Linked DNA regions of Mus musculus: region 2 is linked to region 1. A link is a contact called in public HiChIP or PLAC-seq data. All regions are on one chromosome and are shown on one strand. Each heading gives the region's core, a stretch centred on a gene start, on an enhancer-like site or on the middle of the called end of the contact. The rest is flanking DNA. Distances are from core to core; before and after follow the strand shown. Region 1 overlaps Lexm (lymphocyte expansion molecule). Region 2 overlaps Tceanc2 (transcription elongation factor A (SII) N-terminal and central domain containing 2).

Region 1 (3,536 bases), core at 639-3,138:
GGGTACAAATTATTTTCCTTTTACAGACTGGAAAACTGAGGACTGGAAGAAAAGCTGGGGAATCCTGATTAGAGACAGCCCAGAAAAAAAGGAACTCTTAAGTTGTGTTCTATCTCAACTGCTGTCCTGCTCTATTCATAGGGTTTATTTGTTTTGTTTTGCTTTGTTTTGTTAAAAATAACCTATAACCCAGGACCTGGGAGACAGATGCAGAAGGAGACTAACTCAGCTTCTTGAAACCTTATCTCAAAACAACAAAAACAAGTAAAAAGCACACACAAAGAACTTTTGATAAAAATCAAACAATTCGGAAACGAAGTATGGGGCTGGAGAGATGGCTCAGGGGTTAAAAGGACTGACTGCTCTTCCAGAGGTCCTGAGTTCAATTCCCAGCAACCACATGGTGGCTCAGGACCATCTGTAATGGGATCCGATGCCCTCTTCTGGTGTGTCTGAAGACAGCGACAGTGTGCTCATATACAGAAACAAAGTATGTGGTGAAAGAACCCATAGCCTTTCTCCCTAGACATAACTATGGTCAGAATTTTAATGCTCTAACCAGTGAGATGGTTCTGCGGGACAAGGTATTTGCTTCATACAAATGTACACACAAACCCACATCCCTACCTGCATGTACACACACACACACACACACACACAGCCCTTTGAACATCCAGGCCTGACCCTTCCTACGATCCTAAATCCTCCCAAGGGCCTGCCATGGGAGCACAGTCACAGACCTAGAAGAGAAAGGACTGGCTTCTAGTCTTTGCTCTGCTTCTTGCCAGCCGTATGACTCCTGTCAACCTATCTCCTTGTTTCCCTCTCTGATCTTGGTTCAATATGTGTAAAATAAGGCTGAGCACCTTGGCCAGAAAGGGGAGAAGTGCTTTTCTACACTAAACGTGTTAGTGTTCCTTAATGACAGGTGAAGGATGGAGAGGTGGCTCGGCTGGGAAGAGCACTTGCTGCTCTTACAGAGAACCTGGGTTCAGTTCCTGGGGTCTGTGGCAAAGCCTGGATTCCCTCCTGGCCCAGATTTCTCTTTTTGCCTTCGAAGCTCTGCTGACCCTCCCTGAACCCACGTGGTGGCTCACAACCGACCTCAACGCTAGTTCCAAGCAATCTGATGCCCTCTTCTGACTTCCACAGGCACTAGGTACACACTCGGAACGCATACATACATCCTTACACATAAAATAAATCTTTTTTTTTATTATTTTAAAAATTAGCTGGGCAGTAGTGGCTTTCATTCTAGCACTTGGGAGGCAGAGGCAGGTGGATGGATATCTGAGTTCAAGGCCAGCCTGGACTCCAGAGAGTTCTAGGGCATCTAGAGCTACGCCGAGAAACCCTGGCTTGAAAAACTGAATACATAAATAAAAGAAAAAGCGCAAGTGATATGTACACTCATCTCTGCTCCCACCTGAGATCCACCAGATGATGTTTAAGGGAGTCCTTAAAGGATAGGCAAACAATAGAGAGAGAAGAGGTGTGGGGGTTAATGTGTCTGAGAAAATGGACAGTGCCGGAGTGGGGGGTGGGGGCAGGGGGTGGGGTGGGGTCAGCAGAGCTGCGAAGGCAAAAAGAGAAATCTGGGCCAGGGGGGGAGTCCAGGCTCTGCCACAGACCCTAGGGAGGCCCAGAAATTGCTGGTTCCAGGATCTCTGGCTGCAGGCCCGAGACCAACACTGAAAACGGAGATGGAAATCTGTACCAGATCCATCCACGCTGGCTTCTCACCTCCTTCTCCCTGAACTGGAGACAGCAGCTTAGCTTGTGGAAAGGTTTTAGGCAGGGGCTGCGCCAGCGAGACACCAGAGGGCCAGGGAGTAGGGCGCAGACTGAAGCTCAGAGGAAAGCAGCACGCCCCTCTTCACACAGCCAATCAGAGGCTGCCCCTCTTCACACAGCCAATCAGAGGCTGAACCAAGATCTAAACTGTGTCTGCCAAATGGCTAGCGTGGAAACCAAGCAAGCCTCCTCTCCAGGCCACCAAAGAGTCATCCTACCTCCCCTCAAACCCCTCCAAGAGCTCCAGCTATACTCACTGCATGAGTCTGTCTCGGGTTAGGTCTTGCAGGTATCGCTTGGGCTCACTCATGTACAGAGAACGGTATCGCTGCCTTCGGTCTATGGACTCCATCAGCGTGGTGTTGAGATAGCGGCCTACGCCAACTGGGTTCTGTGGCAGGGAGAAAAAAAGACATCAGGATGTTTGATGAGCATGGTGTGAGGACTTGTCCTCAGGCTTTCTAATCCTCTTTGTGGGCCCCTGACACCACCACCACCCCAGCTGTTAGGAATCAAATTGTGTCACCCACTCCATCCAAAAAATGTACTGAAGCGCTAACACAGTGCTTCCCACTGTGCCCTTACTGGAGAACTGTGATGGATATAATGGGATGAGATGAAGCCATTGGTATAGCAGGTGAAACCCTGGTTTAATATGACTGATGTGCTTGCAAGAAAAGGTGCTGGGGGGAGGGGGGAGTGGCCATACGCAGAGGCAGAGATCAGATTGGTACAGTCACAAGCTGGCAAAGCCAAGGGTCTCTGGCCACCACCAAAAGCTGTGACGAGGCAAGAAAGGATTCTCTACCATCAGCTTCATAGGAAGTGTGGACTCCAGTCTTCTGGCATCCACGGCTGTGAAAGTCCAGCTCTGTTCACTAAGACACCTGGTTTGTGGTCCTTTGTAGGATGCCCTGGCCACCCTGCCCATGTGTCTGCCATAAGAGAAGCTCAGAGACAAGACAGCAAGCAGCTCCTCAAGATGACAAAGCAAAGTCATGACAGCACAGGCAAGGAAGTCATAAGATCAGAGTCTGGGTCAATGTCCAGTAGGCATGTCCAGGAGTCCTTCCTGCCCTGCCTCAGGAACTGGCCCGACCATGGTCCTTCCTTTTTTGCATGGCCAGCTGAACTGTGAGAGCTAGTTTTCATTGTCAACTTGACCCAGCCTAGAAGCATCTAGAAAGAGAGTCTCACCAAAAGACTTTCTGGGTCAGGTTGGCTTCTGGGTGTGTCCATGGTGGGTTGGTCTTAATTTTATTAATTGATGTGGATAATCGAACCATTCTGGGTTTGGGTCCTGGATTTCATAAGAGCAGAGAGGGCAAGCTGACCGTGCATGCAGTGGGCTAACCATTTTGATCATTTTAAGTTTCTGCCATCTTGGCTTCCCTGAGATGGTGGACTGCAATCTGGAACCATGAGCTTAAATAAACTTTTTCCTCCAAGTTGTTTTGTGTCAGGAATTTTTTAATCACGGTGACAGAGATGAACCTCAGGCCCTGGCCCTGTGACGGCCATCGGGCTCCAGTCTAAGCATCTTACCTGTGATGTCTGAGAACTCACATGCTGGGGTGCAGGCTGGGGCAGGGAGCAGGATAATAATGCAAAGGCAGATAAGTCACAAGCAAAGTGCGTCTCGGAGAGACTGCTACAGGTCAGAAGGGTTTGGTTTAAATATGGCTTGGACAGGAAAAGTCTCCGTCCCCAGCTGATAGTTCAGTGTAGCTGTGGATTGAAAC
Region 2 (3,536 bases), core at 385-2,884, 530 kb after region 1:
TCTGCTTCCACACACCAGTTTACAGTCTTCCTCCAGCCTTGCTATCTTTTTCAGGTTCTGTGTATGTGTTTGCGTGTGTTTTGGGACAGGATCTTACTATGTAGCCCTGGCTATCTTGGAACTCACTATGTAGAACAGGCTGGTCTGCCTCTGCTTCCAAAGTGCTAGGATAAAAGGTGTGTGCCACCAACCTGGCCTCCCTCCAGTTCTCATCCCACCATGAACTTTACCAGCTGCCTCCTTTCTACCCCATTTACTCTGTCCACGCTCTTTCCCTTTTCCTGCTCCAACCTCCTCTTTCCTCCCCTCCTCCCCGCCCCCACCCCCCTTTTGGAGACAGAGTCTTGTTATATAGCTCCAACTGGTTTGGTACTTGCTACATAGCCCAAAGTGGCCTCAAACGCATAGCAATCCTTCTGTCTCAGACCCCTGAGTGCTGGGATTACAGGCAGGAGCCATCATGCTCAGTTCTGTAGTATGCTTCATGGGGGAAACTATGCCTCTTGTTTTAGTACATCTCAGTTTATTATTACTTTTTAAAGAGCAAGTACCATTTACATAATCATCCAAGCAGACACATGTAGATGTATTTCATTGAAAATCTTCACGTATGCATTTTTCTTCTTACAGCAGTAAGTCACTGCAAGAGAAATTTCATTATGCATCTTCAACAGAGGCTGTATTCAAATGAACCCCGAGGTGCAGGGAGGCTTCAGGCCAGCTCCTCATTAGAGGCCTCAGCATGGGGGCTCAGGAGCCCCTCCCCGAAGGTCTTCCAGGGAGAGCTGAAAGGCTCAGATAAGTGAGCGGTGGCAAGCAGGGCTGGTCGCAGGCTCCAGTGGGCTCACCCCTGGGGTAGAGCAAAGAGAGCAGACGGGAGTTCTGAGAGGCTTCGGAGCTGTCTAAACTCAGGGGGCTGGAACCGCGTGAGGAGCAGCGGTAATTGAGTTTCAGTTACCTGCAGGGTGGCGAAATAAAGTGGTAACTTCATCTGCTGACATGGGGGAGTTTAGAGGTGTCCTTGGCAAGCTCACAGTGAAACCTGTCACCCTTCCATTGTGCTGGGTGATGGTGACTGGATGGCACTTCCCAGTGACAGCCCCGTTCATCCCGTCAGGCAGCGCCAGCGCAAGGCAGCTAATGAAGCCGCCCCCACAGGCCTATCTCCCAGGGCTCCCCACGTTCTGTCTGAAGGAATGGCACCATGGGAATATCCAGCACAGCCAACATCCGCATCACCCAAACTCAAAAGAGGCTTTGAATGGTGGCGCGAGGCCCGGTGCTGGGCCCGTCCCCGGGTCACTTTTTGTGGGTCTGTACAAACGTGCCGACCGGCAGCGCTCCGCTCTTCACCTGCTCCCGGATCTCAGCTCGGTGCTTTAATGTGAAGACCAGAGCGCGTACCGTCCTCCGGTAGGGCCCGTTAATGAGCCGGGAGCAGAGATGAAACGTTTCCCGCTCAATATTTTCAACCAGTAGGTGATCCATCTGAAAAACAGCAAAATTATCAAATTAGGGCCTTGCGTTGCATAAGGATTAAAGCAAGAGAGGCTGGCGCTCTCTGCTCTGGGGCTTCCATTAATCAACTGAAATTCAAGGACATCTACTTCCTGTCACAAGAGAAACAGGAAGAGCAAATTAATTCCACCCTGGCAATTAAGGAACAAGGCCATGTGCTTTGTGACAGGGACCTCATTCACAGCCCCTGCCGGGTGGTAATATTTGCCATTATAACAGGAAACCGGCACCAGGCCCTGTGCTTTACCAACCAGGAAGCGGGGGCCCAAGGATAATAAATCAGAGTGACGATGCGTACCTCTTTGTTTTAAACGTGCCTTTTAACTTCATATAACATCTTAGATGTGCTGGTCTGGACCCTGGGATGCTTACAGAGCAGTTTATAAATCATGCTCATGTTTAATATTCGTAACTGATTATCACGTTTTACATCTGAGGAGGAGTTTCACAACTGAAGGGGCAGGGCTGGACACAGCCTGACTCCAGAGTTCAAGCATTCTTCCCTTCAGCAGAGACACTCCTTGGCTGAGTCTGGATGGGGAAGCCAACCGGACAGGGTCTCTAACAGTGCGGGTGATCTGCCCCAGGTCCAGGCCAGGCCGAGGTCATAGACCTAATCAAGGGCAGCCTCTGTGGCTGGTCAGGGACTTCCAACCAAGCCCACTTTTCCAGGCCCACCTCCTAGTAGCCAGGGCTGCCTTTCCCTAGGAATCACTCTGCTGGTTTATGTCAATTTAACACCAGGTAGTCATCTGAAGGAGGGAGCTTTAACTGAAAATGTCTGCGGAAGGTCAGGCTGCAGGCAAGTCCGTATGGCCTGCCTGCCTGCCTGCCTGCCTGCCTGTCTCTCTCCCGCCCTCCCTTCCTCCCTCCCTCCTTTTTTGTTTTTTAAAGAAAGGGTTTCTCTGTGTAGCTCTGGCTGTCCTGGAACTCATTCTGTAGACCAGGCTGGGCTCACACTCAGATCTGCCTTCCTCTGCCTCTGCCTCCCAAATGCTGGGATTAAAGAAAGGCATATGCCACCACACCTGGCTGTAGAGCATTTTCTTATTTTGTGGTAAGGCCTAGTCCACTGTGGGTAGTACCACTCTGGGTTGGTGGTCCTAGGTTCTGTAAGAAAGCAGGGTGAACAAGCCAGGGGAGGCAAGCCAGTAAGCAGCACCCCTCCATGGCCTCTGTGTCTCCTGCCTCTGGGTTCCTGCCCTGCTTGAATTCTTGCCTTGGCTTCCCTAAGTGAACTGTAATTCAGGGTGTTTCATCACAGCAACAGTAATCCTAACCAAGACACTCTGCTATGTTGGTATGTCAAGTTTAAGCAACCCCTACTCCAACACACACACACACACACACACACACACACACACACACACACACACACACAGGGAAAATAAAAAAACCTTAGTGCAAAGACTGAGAGTTCTTTAGGCTGCAACAATGTCCTCAGCGTTCCTTGATCACTGTCACAATACACTGCAGTTCCCCTGGTAAAACATCCTTCCAAATTGGAATCCTATTTACTTATGTACTGACTGGTGCTGGACACTGAACTGGGAACCTTACACGTGCTAGGCACAGGCTCCAGCACTGAGTTGTAGTCACAGCCCAGACCAGTTCATTTCTCTCTCTTCAGCCCTTCTTAGGCACTTAGTGTGGCCACGACACCCGGCTCAGTAAGAGTTTCTATTGCTGTGACAAACACCGAGACCAAAGCAACTTGGACGAGGAAAGCGTTTATTTGGCTTAGGCTTCCACATCATTGCTCATCATCAAAGGAAGTCAGGAACCTGGAGGCAGAAGCTGGTGCAGAGACCATGGAGGAGTGCTGCTTACTGGCTTGCACGCCCGTCTTCCTTCTATCACCCAGGATGAAATCCATTAGTTACCAAATGCTAAGGTTTGCTTAGCTTCATGTGCAAGGAAGCTTTTATAAAAAGGGGGCGTGGTTATCAAAGGAAGAGGGCATGCTTCTGTTTCCACAACAGGTCACAGCCATGCCATGGGAATGAAGTACACACACA

What was found. HiChIP or PLAC-seq counts read pairs in DNA pulled down with a chosen protein or histone mark.
Region 2: a contact with region 1 is called in an H3K4me3 HiChIP or PLAC-seq map of forebrain, with 4 times the contacts expected there. The contact joins two enhancer-like sites. A contact is called at or near these places in 13 of 39 promoter capture datasets (the C10 cell line, the HPC-7 cell line, cranial neural crest and 9 more), 2 of 15 datasets of contacts at CTCF or cohesin (the NIH/3T3 cell line and large pre-B cells), 7 of 484 Hi-C or Micro-C datasets (cerebral cortex, cortical neurons, embryonic limb bud and 2 more), 7 of 115 datasets of contacts at active chromatin or transcription factors (T-cell acute lymphoblastic leukemia, embryonic basal ganglia, embryonic hindbrain and 3 more) and 2 of 9 other capture datasets (embryonic stem cells and liver).

Annotation. Positions count from the first base shown.
Region 1 is chr4:106,605,238-106,608,773 of GRCm38.p6, forward strand. It overlaps Lexm (lymphocyte expansion molecule), which reads right to left. Exons shown (of 10, transcript NM_183182.3): 9 at 2,052-2,185. Among named protein-coding and RNA genes, the nearest start is that of Lexm, 10 kb to the right of the region's middle. Within about 2 kb of position 1,889, at least 50 of the 459 cell types and tissues checked have an H3K27ac peak or open chromatin away from gene starts, as enhancers often do. A contact at or near this core is called in cerebral cortex, embryonic limb bud and forebrain, where this site is marked.
Region 2 is chr4:107,138,312-107,141,847 of GRCm38.p6, forward strand. Tceanc2 (transcription elongation factor A (SII) N-terminal and central domain containing 2) reads right to left here. Exons shown (of 5, transcript NM_025617.2): 5 at 1-1,488. The coding sequence ends at 1,300. Among named protein-coding and RNA genes, the nearest start is that of Tceanc2, 38 kb to the right of the region's middle. Within about 2 kb of position 1,635, at least 43 of the 459 cell types and tissues checked have an H3K27ac peak or open chromatin away from gene starts, as enhancers often do. A contact at or near this core is called in cerebral cortex, embryonic limb bud and forebrain, where this site is marked.